5 separate regions of the Mus musculus genome follow, and all the other regions are linked to region 1. The links are chromatin contacts, called in public promoter capture Hi-C maps. All regions are on one chromosome and are shown on one strand. Each heading gives the region's core, a stretch centred on a gene start, on an enhancer-like site or on the middle of the called end of the contact. The rest is flanking DNA. Distances are from core to core; before and after follow the strand shown. Region 1 holds the start of Acsl1 (acyl-CoA synthetase long-chain family member 1). Region 2 holds the start of Wwc2 (WW, C2 and coiled-coil domain containing 2). Region 3 holds the start of Mtnr1a (melatonin receptor 1A). Region 4 holds the start of F11 (coagulation factor XI). Region 5 holds the start of Trappc11 (trafficking protein particle complex 11).

Region 1 (2,705 bases), core at 122-2,621:
GGACATTATAGTTGATTAACAGTGTCACCTAGTAAATGATATGTTATTAGAGGTGTTCTGGCAATAATTGTCCCTCAAATTTAAGGCAATATTAGAAAGACTTCCATCTAATGCTGGGAGCAAACCCTCCTGTACCTGGATGACTGTCTTCATGCAATAGCATGAGGTGAACCTGGCAACAATTATATTGACCTTTTTTTTTTCCCATTCAAAATGTTAGCATGATCTACATCTTACCTTAACCACACTGACCAGTTCTGGACACTGAGCAACAGTGATGGCTCTAGTATTTAACCTTTTAAAAGATTATCTTAAAGCTTTGGGGTATCTTTAAGATTTTTTAAAATGACGTTTGAAGAAGGGTTACATGCGCACATGGTAACTCACAGTCCTGAGGATTGAGAATTGCACTTCAGGCTTTGTGACAGGCATGGGCTTTAACCCAGTGAGCCATCCTACTGGCCTTGCATTGGCCGTTGGTAGCCCTTAAAAGGTTTTCCCAAGGGATTTGTCAAGTCTACAGAGCCAAGGCTGAGCAGGGCAGACAAGCCTTTAAAACTTGGCAGGTGGACACCGTCCTTGAGCAACGACTAAGTCTGCTTTTCACTTGAACCACACAGGGGCCTGGGTTGTCCAGAGATGCCTCATGGCCAGGATATTGCGGAAGTCCTGTATTCCTAGCCAAGGACTGTGGCGAAACTTGGTGTGGGGACCGTGGTGAAACTGGATTAAAGGGGTTCGTGTATATCTGTGCTAAAGAAAGATGGGACTTCTTCAGCTACCGTGGTCCCTCCAAGCAGAGAAGCAAGCAGAGAGGCTATGCCAAGGTGTCAGCTGTGGAAGAATGTTAAGGATGGAAGAGCTAAAGGGCACCTGCAACATTCCATAGCATCACATTATCAGGGTTCAGGAGACTTCCAGATTTACCCTTTGCCCTACCTCAGATTCGTTGTGAAACTAGAGGGCAGTTTGGGTGACCTTAGTGGCTTTTGCTTGCTGACAGCCATGCTCATGGACCTGAGGGAGGCCACGCCCACCTTGCGGCTTTGGAGGGAGAGGCGGAGTCAGCAGGACTGGGCGGGACCTGAAGGAGGACTGGGCCTTAAGGGGCGGGGCAAAAGACCGAGGAGGCGCGGCCGGAGGGGAAGGACTGGAGCTGGTGGGCGTGGCCTGAGAGGCACCGCGGGTCTGAGGGGCTTGGATCAGCCCAGATAGGGCGGGGCTTGGGAGGCGGGAATGGCGCCGATGGGGCGGGACCTGAGAGGAGCGGTGGGTGTGATGGGGCGGGACAGCCTCGACCTGTGCGACAGGAGGGGAGGAGCTGGCGAGGGGGAGTGGGCGCGCTAAGAGATGGGGCGGGGAGGAGCCTGCGGACGGGGCGGGGCGGCGTGGCACGGCACGCGCACTACCAGCCGCCCGGCCCTGCTGCTGCTGCTGCAACGCCGGTGGCGCAGCCAAGAGAGCAGCTGCGGCCGCGACTCCTTAAATAGCATCGCAACCCGGCGCGGGGCAGTTCGTGGATTGCAGTGACAGCCGCCTGTGGAGCAGCCCGGGCAGCGGAGGAGGTGAGTGCGCCAGCCGCGAAGGGCCGCGAGTCGGCCAAGGCGACCCTAGCCGGGCCGAGACGGGAGAACCTCCCCGCGGCTCTGCGGGACGTTCCGCTTTTCCGGCCTGGGCTCCACGGCCTCGTTTCCCTCGGCTTCGGGAGGCTCTGGGGCCGCTCCGGCGGCCGCCGCTTCCGGTGCCGGAGCCCGGGTTCCCCCGCGGGCCGTGCGCGCGCGGGGCTGGTGCACCGCGGAGTCAAGAGGTTCCTCTCTGCACGGTCCCTGGCTGGTGTGGCGGCTGGGACCTTCCCTCCCCGGCTCAGGTGCCGAGAGGTGGTCCTGCTTGCTGGGGACCCTGGCGTCTCCGCCACCGCATCCCTCGTACCCCCAGAGGCGGGGATTGTGAGGCGCGCACTCACCGCGCGTGGACACGGACTGTCCCGGTGCCGCTCTGTGACGTGCCCCTGCGCCGAGCGTTCGAGGAGGGTCAGAAGCAGCGCTCAGAGCCCGATGTCATAAGTAGAAATTCTCGCGGTGTCTCCAAGAGGAGCTCCCAGAGCCACTACACACAGTGGTGATGGAGTCATTGATTTAAGGCAATCTGGCTTTTAATTTTTTTTTAAATTAGGGAGCAAAAATGATATTTATCACCTTGAAACGTAGACCCCGAGTGCTGATACAGGACTTAAAAGATCACATGGATTAGAATCTAGAGAAGGCAGCTCCATCTAATCACTGCACTATGCCCGAGCTTACAGACCATCTTGCCACACCGCTCAAGCTCATGGTTATGGAACCTAGTTAAGAATGGCCGTTATGAAAATGCTTCCTCTTGGAACTGTGAGTATCCATCTCTAGTCTTCCCTTTAAGGACTTGACATTTGATTATGTTTCTGGGATACACGTTTCAAAACGTAATCTGTGGTTAGCCCAATGAAAATTATTAGCGTAACTCAGAAATCATCCAAACCCTTCTAGTTCACCAAAGTTAAGAACTGAAGGTCTGCAATGGGCAAGGTTAAGAATGGGAGCAACGGAAAGGAACCATCGGTTTGGAGCAATGTGGTGAGGTGTGACAACAGAAAACAGACAGGGCCGGATCCTGGGAGATGTTTTTTCTTGTAGTTCAGCTGAAGGAAATCCCTTTGTGGTGGGAGGCTG
Region 2 (2,705 bases), core at 107-2,606, 1.5 Mb after region 1:
ACATTGGTGAGCAGTCCACCAATGTTCAGCTCCTGAACTTCTTAGATCTCTTGTTTGCTTCATTCAGCTCTCCAGGTAAGAACAAAATGCTTATATCGCTGTGCAAAAACTAGGCTAAGCTTCAAGTCTGGGCTACCCACAGCTGTGGTCAAGGTTCCCTTCCAGTCTCCGTGCCACTTCACAAGGAAAATCTGACCAGGTTTCCAGGTGAGGAACCACGGTTAGAAGCAAAACTCCAAAACAGTGGTTTGTTTTTTTAATCTTAGGGGCAAAGCTACGAAGGTCGAGCCAGGAGTGGGACCCTCTCTCCACGTTCAGACCCTAGGACATGGTTCGGGGTGCGCCCTAGGAAAAGCTTGCAGTCAGTGCCCAGGAGCTAGGTATGTAAGGCAGGAGAGATGCCACAGGTGGCCCAGATGACTAGTAATTCACCATCACTTAGGCCTCCGGGAGGCCCCGAGCTCAGCGTGCCTCAGAGGTCGAAAGGTGCCCTCTCCCTCCATCTGACCAACTTTAAACAGCACACAGGAGGTCTAGAGAGGGGTCAAGTACCCACACACACACACCCTGAGCCGGCTAACTGGACTCAGGGTGCCAACCCAGGGCACCAATCCGGCCCTTCCCTTGGGACAGGGAGTGTCTACAAGTCCCCGAGGGGTGTGGGGAAGGCAGTGGGCAATGGGGCCCAAGAAGGGGCGCCTGGCGGGCAGATACAGCCGCGCCTAGGCCGACCGTCCCGCGCCTACCCCGGAGCCCCTCGGGGGGTGCAGGGCCGGCGACGCCCCACGCCCCCGGCGCCCTCCAGGTCTCCCAGACAACAGCCACCGCAGCACTTCCCGAGGCGGGTCCCCGCACCCGGCCGGGGCCCGGCCACCCACCTGTCCCGGGGGTCGATCCAGCTGGTCCTCCTGGTGTTGTGGTCGATGTAGAAAACCTTGCCGTCGTAGTCCCTGGCCTCCTCCCAGCCCCGGGGTAGCGGCAGCTGCCCGCTCCCGGCCCTCCTAGGCATGGTCGGCGGCCTCGCCGGCGAGCGGCGCCTCCATAGGGACCGGGCGCGGGGCGCGGCGGGAACGCGGGTGCCGGCGAGGGGCGTGCGGGGCGAGGGGCACGGCGAGCTACGCGCGGGGAAGCCTCGGGGATCCCTGCTCTCAGCCCTGCCGGAGATCAGTCCACCATGTCTGCGTCGGAACAGACGAGCGAGCCCTCCTCCTCCTCCTTGCCGCCGCTGCCTCCGCCTCTTCCTCCTCCTCCCCGTCCCCCTGTGGCCGCCGAGGGTCGCGGCGCCCAGGCTGCCCCGGCCGACGCCGTCTGGGCTCGGATCCGGGAAGCTCCGCGGAGCAACGGCCCGGCGGCGACTGGCCTGCTCATTTGCATGCGATTAGCATGCGCTCCGCCCCCGGCCCGCCCCGCGCCCGCCTCATCTGCATGCACATTCCTCGCCGCCACATTCCTGAGCTTAACCCTGCAGCTGCCGGGGCGGCCGCGGCGGGACGCGGGGCTGAGCCCGGGCGGGGGAGGGGAGCGACGAGGCCAGGTGGGAGGCGGTAGGGCGGAGGAATGCACAGCTCGCTCCCTCCTCTGCAGCCCGAGATGTCCCCTCTCCGCCAGACCCTTTGGGGATTTAGAGGGCTTTCTGGATGGAAAAAGAAGCCAAAGAAAAAAAAGTCTGCAACCTTCTCAACCTCTTTCCGTCTTCTAGGGAAACCACAAGACTTTCGAGAGGAAAGGGTGGGGAATGCTGTCCTGGGAAGAAGTCCCAACAAACAGTAAGGGCACAGAACGCCCCCACCCCCCCCACCCCCCCCCCCCCACGCCGCGCCCCGTGCCTTGGCTGTTCCCGGCGGTGGGGAAGTGTGCAAAAAGCGCTGGGAGTGTGTCCGGGGCGTGTCCGGGGCCGCGGCGCCCCCGAGCCTTCTGCTCAGTCTGGCCCTCGGTGACCTCACCAGGGCCTCGCGGGCCTAAGGGAGCAAAGTAAAGGCGGGTCCCTATCCATGAGAGCTGCGACATGTCCGCCCCAGTGGCCCACGGGGCAACTCCGGCCTGATCCTTAGAAGCGACAGGGCCACCCCGCCACTGTCGCCGCCAGTCAGCCCCGCGCGGGCCCTAGGGGTCCGAATCACCGGTGCTGCCCCGCCGGGTCAGGGGGCTGCACTGGCGGGGTCAGGGCCCTGTGCATCTGGCGTCCCCTTCTGGGTTTAAATCCAAGGGACATGGCTGCGTCCACTATCCAGTCCCTTCCTTCCAACTCTCTGTCCCGGGAAGTTCTCCACCCCAGTCCCGGACCGGGGGTGGGGGGTGGGGTGGCAGAAGGGGTTAATAATCACTCGGAAGGGGGCCAAGGCGGGAGTCAGTGGCCACACTTTGCTTGATCAAGGGTCCATCTGGTATGAGGTGTAGATCTCTCACAAACATTTATTTATTTAGCTATTAAGTGCTGATCGGCCCTGGGTAGGAGCCGGATGTCAGACTCCTAAGACGACAAAGCCTTGGCAGAGTCAAGACACTAAGCTTGCAGTGTCCCTTGTCCTCAGTCTGAGAAATAGCCTTTCGTCCTCAACCTTTACAGCCTGCTGTGCATTGCCAACCTTGTCAATATTCTCCCAGGCCTCTAAGCAGATGCTTTTGAAATGGCAGATTTTAGGAAGAAAGGCCCCAGAGCTCAATCCTTCACCTCTTGGTCTGAATTCCCTTAACCAGACCTGCCA
Region 3 (2,705 bases), core at 116-2,615, 1.4 Mb before region 1:
TCTCCCTCTCATGCTCACTTAGTGAGGGGGCCCTTCCTTACCTCAAGTTTAGAGACTCACTTACCCACATTCCCTTAAACATATCTTCCTGTCCATCACCGATTTCCCTCATTGCTAATTTAAAACATTAACCTTCTTAATTCTGTGCTTTATTCTCGGTTTAGATGAAATCTCGCACATCCCAGGTTTGTCCTGAACAGCGGAGGATGACCTTGAACCTCTGATCCTTTGCCTTCCCTCCTGGGTGCTGGGGTTACGTGACTGAGGTGCCACATCCAGTTTATACAGCACTAGAAATGGAGTCTAAGATTTTGCAAATGCTGCACAGGAGCCCTAACGACAGAGCCACACGCTCAGGCCCCTCAATTCTGCATTGCATTTCTTCTTGAAATTATTGATGAACACAACCATTTTACTTAATATGATTTGTTGAGACAGGATTTTATACAGCAACACTGATTGACCACACAGCTCAAGATGCCCCCAAACTGGTGTTGATTCTCCTGCCTCAGCCTCCAGAGCTACGACACATTGTTTAATTTTAATACAGATTTTAATATTGTCATGTCATGCTTTTCTGGTATTCATCTTCTTAAAATGTATTTTCTTCATTTTTCTTCACTCTTTCAAAGGGACTTTGGAAATGCTTAGGAATTGGACAGCCATAAAATATATGGAGAGCATGAAAATTTAAGTGTTCAATATGAGAACATCATATGTTTTGTGTAAGTCTCCTTCCCCATGTTGAAGAAAGTTTTGGGGTTTTGTTCCATTCTGTACAGAGCTGGCTAATGCACTTCCCAGAAATCTTACACTGTGGTTCTACGTCTGCTTCTATTATCTCAAGTTTCTGTTTTCACTGATAGTTTCAAAAGAACATATACACCTGTCATCTGCAAATATTTACATTTTGTTTCGTTTAATTGCCAGAAACACCCAGAACAGACATTAAATCGTGCTATGCCAGACGGAAAGGGTGTGATTTAATATCATTATTACTTTATTTTTACACATCATTGACTATTAAAGTTGATGAGTTAGATTCTATTTTCATCTTCATTTTCCGGATAAGACATCCAGGGCATCTAGTCCTGGTTAGGATTCAAGTTCGTGAATCGAGGCCTTCCAGGGTGCAAGTTTCCCTCCACTTGATGCCTCCACGTGTCTCACCGAGTCTCGCCACACGGGGGCGCAACGTGCACGCACTGTGGGACCTCCGAGTCCAAGTTGCTGGGCAGTGGACAGCAGGTGTCAGCAGGCGGCAGTGGCCAAGTGCAGAGAGGGTGTCCTACCACCGGGAGGGGCTGGAGTGGGCAGGACAGCCGCGAAGCAATCATAAGGATGCAAAGTAGACGCGGGAGGGCCATAAAAAGTGGCGGAGAGGGCTCGAGCAGAGCTGAGCAGTTGAGGGCTCCGGGGCGACAGGACAATGGCCCTGGCTGTGCTGCGGTGAGGCACCCAGGGGACCATGAAGGGCAATGTCAGCGAGCTGCTCAATGCCACTCAGCAGGCTCCAGGCGGCGGGGAGGGAGGGAGACCACGACCGTCCTGGCTGGCCTCTACACTGGCCTTCATCCTCATCTTTACCATCGTGGTGGACATTCTGGGCAACCTGCTGGTCATCCTGTCTGTGTACCGCAACAAGAAGCTCAGGAACTCAGGTAGGGGCTCCGGGCACCTTTCCCAGCGCTAGCCCCATTGCGGGACACTGAGAAAACTTCAGAAAGTCCGTTTCTGAGAAATGAGACTTTGGATAATTTTCTCTCCTTTCTCTTGACCCTGTCCCTCTATAAGATGCCTTGACAAAGATCATCCAGGAGTCTTCAGTTCTTAGAGATGTAAAACTCTGTTCCCTCCCACAGCATCTCTTTACTCATCTAGATCAACGAACTCATCATCAGTTGTTTGGATTTGCATAAAATCCATTTCCCCCAACTTCGCAAAAATAGGAGAAGATGCAGAAGCCGCCAAAAACAACAGAGCTACTGCTTGGCTTTTGTTATCAGGTGTGGTTTTCAGCTAACAGCACCAAATTGCAAGGTAGTCTGGGAAGATGCTAAGAATGCTGAGGAAGCACCTTTGTTCCTCAAGTCAAATCTGCATTTTAGAAGATGAAAACTGTAGCGAGAAATGCATTTGCATAGAATATAGGACTAGAGTTAATTCTGTGTTTGAGTTACAGTTGGGGTTCCCTGGAGCAATGAGCTGACCTAGTTACCCTGCGTAAGAGCGTAAGAGCGGGTTGGTCGGTTCTCCCTAAGCTTTTTTATGCCTTCAAACAGCGTCAAGGTTGCTTGGATTTCTGTTCCTGGTTTGGAAGTAAACTTTTGGTAGAAGGGTAGAGGGGAATCCATTTGCTTAAATAAATGGCCCCAAATGATATTTTTGTCCTAAACCAGGTAGCTGGTGAAAACTCAAATTCAGGCAGCATGTGGCTCACCTTTGGCCTAGCTTCTGCAACGCTTCGGGCTGTGCAAAGTACAAGAATTAGTTTGAAAATATCTGATAATGTGAATTCAGTTTGGCTTAGAAAACGGGATGACTTCCTTTCACGGATGATCGGCCTAAACTAGAATCCAGTCTTCAGAATTCAATAGCTTGGTGGTTGTTGTTTGTGGAGCATTGGCAAAGCCCTAGGCTTGGTCTCCACCACTGTAATAAATGAATAGTTGGGATAAGCGAATAGTTGGGGGAGCACACCCCTT
Region 4 (2,705 bases), core at 119-2,618, 1.2 Mb before region 1:
ACTTAAATACTGAAGAGAGTCCTTTAAAATTGTAGTAAAGATGCTGAAGTATAACTCTTCACAGTTGATGGCTTCCAACTGGGTAAGGGAGTGGGGAGAGAAGTGGGGGAGGAAAAAGACTCACTTTTCTTTAAGGGGCTGACCATTGGGAGTTTGATCACATTCCCAACGAGTATATATTCTCAACACAAATTGATTGACTTGATGATTTTTTTTCAAGAAGGGGGGAGTGAGCTGGCAGGGCTCAAGAGTGGGAGGGTGAACTTAGAAGGAATGGAAAGTGAGTGTGATCAGGGTGCATTGTATGAAACTCTCAAGTAATAAAAAATATTATGTTAGGGGAAAATAAATACAGCAACTTACCACTAGAAACTGAGGCAAAAAAGATAAAATATAACACCTGATGTAATGAGGTCATCCTACAAAGAGAAGAATGTCACTGTTTTTAGAACAGAGTATAAATTTACAACAAGTTTGAAGACATCAGACTTTACACAGAATGAAAGGAGCAACTCCCTAGGTGGTGTTCATGGGGTCTCCCCCGTCCCCTTGGTAGTGTTAGGACAGCTCCAACACGGTGTGAGCTGCTCAGTCTAGTCAGAGTTCTGCAGAGGTCACAATGGACACTCCCTCCTCCCTGCCCTCTCTCCATCGCTGCCTCACTCCCAACTCTGAAAGCCCCCAGTCACTGTCATCTGAACCCCTCCCTAACCCAGTTTCCCATTTTTTCTTTCAACTCATTTCCTCTCTTTACATTTTTGGGTTCTCTCTCTGTCTATCTCTGTATCTCTCTTTCTCTCTCTCTGTGTGTATGCATGTATGTGAATGTGAGTGATACATATCAAAGAGCTCTGAATGATTATCCTCCTTACAACAGTTTCTATTTCTAAAACAAAAAATTACTGCAAATTCATTAATATATTGTCTTCATTACTTGTAAGTGTATGTGACCTACTAAATTCTGAACAGGCTGTTAAGACACACACACACACACACACACACACACACACACACCTTCATATCTAGGCCTTGTATTGCTCTTGAATCTTTTTCTTGAAAGAGAATTCTTACTCACTACGAGTTACTAATCTTCCCCTCTCCCTCCACGGAAGTTTTCCTTAGTTTACTACAGGGGGTGACTAAGGAGATCTACAATGTAAAATCAGATACATCTTAAAAATCAATCTCTCTCTACTGATAAAAACTAAGCCCTTATTCCAGAAGACAGGGCATTAACAGATATAAGTTGCTGAGAGAAATGCTCCTTTTGAAGCCGTACCTGCAGATACTTTCTGTCTTTGCTGTAGTCCTCGGCGGAGTGTTTGCTTTCTTTCCTATAGTCTTGTCCTTTTTCTACGTGAGCCGGTATGGAACACTGTTGCTTAAATGTTTACTTGTGCCGTTATCCTTTGTCATGTGACATCCTGTCTTTGCATAGTGTGTCTAGTGTCTGAGAATGTCCCTTTGGTCTCTGTACTGAAACCTACCCCAGAAGATCGACTAACTCTTTCAACACGCCAACTTTGTGTGTTTTCTTTCACCCGTTTGTTCAAATAAGCAACACACACAAAGGGCTGGAGAATCTGAGGTTGTCTGTGTGCCTTAGAAGTTGGAATACTCACGCTCCACTCCACAGACCCAAAGAAGCTAAATAAGAAGGAATGTCCAAGCGAGGATGCTTGAATCTTATTTAGAAGAGGGAATAAAAGAGTCATAGGAGGAAGATGGAGGAAAGGAACTGGGTGGGAGAGGGGATGGGGAGTGGGGTGAAGGGGGTTCAGGACCAGGTATGGGGAGGAACAGGAGAGATAGCCAGATGGCCATGAGAATGAATGGAAATCTGCAGCTGGCAGAGGTGGAGAGGTGGGGGGGGGGCATCTTGAAGGCATATCTGAGACCTGAGATAGGGGAGACACCAGGAATGAATGGGGGGTGATCTTAGTTGGGATTCACAGCATTGAGGATATCAAACCTAAAGAGGCTACCTCATGTAGCTAGGCAGGAACCTCAGTGGAGCAAGAGGGACAACAACCTGCCTGCAAAACTTTTGACCCAAAATTGATTCTGTCTATAAGAAATGTAGAGATGGGGGATGGAGCAGAGACTGAGGGAATGGCCAACAGTAACCAACCCAACTAGTGATCCATCCTATGGGCAAGCACCAATCCCTGATGCTATTAATGCTATGCTTGCAGACAGGAGTCTAGAAAGCCTGTCCTCTGAGAGGCTCCACCCAGCAGCTGACTCAGACGGATGCAGAGACCCACAGCCAAACAGTGGATGAAGCTTGGGGACTCTGATGGTAGAGTTGTGGGAAGGATTGAGGGCCCCAAAGGGGATGGAACTCCAAAGGAAGATCAATAGAGTCAACTAACCTGGACTGTTTTGGCTCTCAGAGACTGAACTACCACAGCATACACGGGTTGGACCTAGGCCTCCCCACACATGTAGCAGATGAACAGCTTGGTCTTCATGTGGGTCCCGAACAACTGTGTCAACTTGACATGAGCTGGAGACATCAGAGAGAGGAAATAAGTTGAGGAAATGCCTCCATGAGAAATGTAAGAGGGACAACAACCTGCCTGCAAAACTTTTGACCCAAAATTGATTCTGTCTACAAGAAATGTAGAGATGGGGGATGGAGCAGAGACTGAGGGAATGGCCCAACAGTAACCAACCCAACTAGTGACCCATCCTATGGGCAA
Region 5 (2,705 bases), core at 145-2,644, 1.1 Mb after region 1:
ATATGGCTACCATATCTGCCTAAAACCAAACAGTCTAGATGAGAATGTGAAAGGGCCTTTTCCCTTGATCTTAGAGGCTCCAAAGAAATAGCTGTGGCCCTTGAATATTGACCGGCTATAAGGGGAAGTAGAATAAACTTGCAAAGTTTTAAAATTAGCACCACCTGAGAGGTATACAGCATGAATCAAAGAAAAAAAAAGTCAAAATTTCCAGCAGTTATGTTAGAAGGGAAAAGAGAAGTTGGCTCAGAAAGCACTCCTGAAAACCCATCATTGGAGAGGCAGAGGCAGGGGGCAGTTTCAGGCCAGCCAGGGCTATGGAGATATCAAAGACAGCCTCCCAACTCCCCCCCAAAAGAAAAAGAAAGATGTGGGATTTTAGATATATTCTATTTTAGCCAACAATATTTTCCAAACATCATTATAAGTTATCGATGAACTTGTAAAAACCTATTTGTGCATTGTCTTCAAGCCTGTGCGTATTTTATAGGAACTGCACACCCTCCGTTAAACTAGCAGATTTCAAGTGCTCTCTAGCCTTCCCTTAGTTACTGGCTCTCACAGCTGACAGTGTAAATCTTTTCCAACAACGTCATGAAAACTACACCAGCAATCCCGGCTTTATTCTACCTTACAAGCTTGGACACTTGCAATGGTCCTGACTATGCTGTAGGAAAATTTAAAAAGGAACGGAACAGGACAAGTGTTGACTGAATAGATTTCAGTGACACACAGGAAAGAAATCGCTTCCTGATTTCCCGGAAAATAATGGAGAAACCAAGCAAACCATTGACAGAGAGGGAACATGGAGAAGTACAAAGTTAAGTCCTCAGCACCAGATCACCTCGTCAGTGCAATCTATCATAGAAGAGAAACAAGCTAACCCAATCAGAGTATCTACTAAAGAAGACGGCTATCAATAAACAGGTGGTTTGGGATGCAAGTCACCGGCTAACAAGCAAGGATTCAGAGACATCCGATTGCAAAACGCTCAAATGAAGAACCAAAGGGCTGTCCCTAGGATCTCAGCATTAGGCTCTAGTAGCTGCCACTGGGCAAGGAGAATAACCTCAAAGTCCTAGAAACTGACATTATTTTCCTCCACCACTCCCACCTCTCTGGCAATAATTCTTTGCAGGGGAAGGAGAAACGCCAAGATTGCATCGGTGGACGCCAAGGGGAAACGCAGGCCACCAAGCCAGCCGGGATAGCCTGGCCTGGAAGGTCTCTGGGCCCAACTCACCCTGGCCGCACGCCCTGGACCCGCTGCAGCTGCGGCGAGTCGCCGTCAGCCCCGAAAGAGGCAAGAGAGCCAGGCAGGGGCGTCTAGGAATGCGGCCACCGACAAGCAACAGCCCCAGCCGCAGACCGGGCGACAGAAGGCGACACTTCCTTTTCCCCGCCTCCGCTGGCACAGGAAGCACTTCCTGGGCTTGAGTGACAGCACTCCACACCAGTCCTGGAATAGAACGGGTTTCCTTGTTAGGAAGGTGTTCCATTTCCTAGAGGAGAAAGAGTTGGGGGCGGAAAGAGAAGGAGCCAATAGGAGACGCGATCGTGAGAAGGGGCGGGGCTTCCTCGGTACCGCCCATCAGTAACTGGTCAGAGGTCTAGGTGTCCCTTAACGTGATCCCGGTTCCCGATCACACATAACGCGATCCTGGGTTCCCGGCCCACAATCGACTGCCGGTGGCTTGGTGCTGCCGAGGATCTGGAGCGCACGAGGTCGTACCCACGGCTGCGAGGAGGATTTCTCTAGACCGAGGCGCGGAAACGGGGTGCCCCGGCCTCCCGCCCGCTGCCCGCCCGTTCATCGCGGTAGCGAACGCCGTGCGCCCGGCACGATGGGTGCCAACGAGGACCAAGAGGTGAGAACCCAGGACTAGACACCCCTGTCCCGGCGCAGGTCACGACGTGGAGCACCCAGACTTCGCACGTGTCCTTTGCTCTGAGAACCTTCTTCGCCTGTCCGGATGTCCCACGTTGGTGGTTCCCCTGCCAGATAGCACTGGGCAACCTTATGGCCAGCAAGCACGAATGGGTTACGTGAGACTCAGCCTCCCGCTTCCCTCATTTGTCATTTTTGTATTTAGGTCTTCCTAGATTTCCTTGGTAAGATGAGTGTCCTTGGTCCACGACCCTAGAGCACTTGGCCGTCCTTAAATCCCTTGTGTGGCTTAGCGCTTGTGTGTCGAGTTATTCTGTCTTCAAATCTGAACGCCTTTAAATTTGAAAACTTGTGGTCTCGTGGAAAGGGTCGATCGAGTAAGTAAAATCTCTACAGAAAAATGAATGACCCTGGTGTTTCGGTTTCTGTCCATAATGCTCAGTGAAGTCACTCCTCAGTCTGTTGTTGAGGGATATACAATATTTTTGAGCATCCTCATGTCAATCAGAATTTTGTAGTTTGTGTTTTGGTTTTTGTTGTTGTTGTTATTGGTGGTGGTGGTTTGTTTGCTTTGCAAAATATCAAAGTCGGAAGGAATAGGTCCTATAAATCACCTGTCATTGAACTTTCCAACTCTGTAATGTGTCCAGATGAAAAAGGAAAAAGAGCACCCTAGCTTGGTGAACGTGGTAGAGTAAGGATTAGAAGATAAATCCCACCTGGCGGTAGTGGTGTACGCCTTTAATCCCAGTGTTAGGGTGGCAGAGGCAGGCTGATGTCAGAGTTTGAGACTAGCCTGGTGTTCCAAAAATGCCTT

Evidence for each region. Promoter capture Hi-C pulls out the DNA fragments that hold promoters and counts their contacts. Capture Hi-C pulls out chosen DNA fragments and counts their contacts.
Region 2: a promoter capture Hi-C map of pre-B cells shows a contact between it and region 1, with 5 times the contacts expected there. The contact joins the promoter of Wwc2 here to the promoter of Acsl1 in region 1. A contact is called at or near these places in 4 of 39 promoter capture datasets (the C10 cell line, liver and pre-B cells), 1 of 484 Hi-C or Micro-C datasets (embryonic stem cells) and 1 of 9 other capture datasets (liver).
Region 3: a promoter capture Hi-C map of stem cell-derived epiblast-like cells shows a contact between it and region 1, with 4 times the contacts expected there. The contact joins the promoter of Mtnr1a here to the promoter of Acsl1 in region 1. A contact is called at or near these places in 2 of 39 promoter capture datasets (the 3T3-L1 cell line and stem cell-derived epiblast-like cells).
Region 4: a promoter capture Hi-C map of stem cell-derived epiblast-like cells shows a contact between it and region 1, with 3 times the contacts expected there. The contact joins the promoter of F11 here to the promoter of Acsl1 in region 1. A contact is called at or near these places in 4 of 39 promoter capture datasets (hippocampal neurons, liver and stem cell-derived epiblast-like cells).
Region 5: a contact with region 1 is called in a promoter capture Hi-C map of adipose tissue, with 4 times the contacts expected there. The contact joins the promoter of Trappc11 here to the promoter of Acsl1 in region 1. A contact is called at or near these places in 4 of 39 promoter capture datasets (the HPC-7 cell line, hippocampal neurons, neural stem cells and 1 more), 4 of 484 Hi-C or Micro-C datasets (CD4 T cells, Th1 cells, regulatory T cells and 1 more) and 2 of 9 other capture datasets (adipose tissue and liver).

Annotation. Positions count from the first base shown.
Region 1 is chr8:46,469,666-46,472,370 of GRCm38.p6, forward strand. Acsl1 (acyl-CoA synthetase long-chain family member 1) reads left to right here and starts at 1,372. Exons shown (of 21, transcript NM_007981.4): 1 at 1,372-1,565. It overlaps Gm31050 (a long non-coding RNA gene), which reads right to left and starts at 1,385. Exons shown (of 2, transcript XR_378936.3): 1 at 940-1,385; 2 at 326-834.
Region 2 is chr8:47,989,188-47,991,892 of GRCm38.p6, forward strand. Wwc2 (WW, C2 and coiled-coil domain containing 2) reads right to left here and starts at 1,357. Exons shown (of 23, transcript NM_133791.5): 1 at 879-1,357. The coding sequence starts at 1,009.
Region 3 is chr8:45,067,742-45,070,446 of GRCm38.p6, forward strand. Mtnr1a (melatonin receptor 1A) reads left to right here and starts at 1,366. Exons shown (of 2, transcript NM_008639.3): 1 at 1,366-1,661. The coding sequence starts at 1,469.
Region 4 is chr8:45,260,663-45,263,367 of GRCm38.p6, forward strand. F11 (coagulation factor XI) reads right to left here and starts at 1,369. Exons shown (of 15, transcript NM_028066.2): 1 at 1,280-1,369; 2 at 364-419. The coding sequence starts at 418. The region is part of intron 3 of Gm30504 (a long non-coding RNA gene); the gene reads left to right.
Region 5 is chr8:47,532,076-47,534,780 of GRCm38.p6, forward strand. Trappc11 (trafficking protein particle complex 11) reads right to left here and starts at 1,395. Exons shown (of 30, transcript NM_177240.3): 1 at 1,244-1,395. Rwdd4a (RWD domain containing 4A) reads left to right here and starts at 1,570. Exons shown (of 8, transcript NM_203507.3): 1 at 1,570-1,868. The coding sequence starts at 1,845.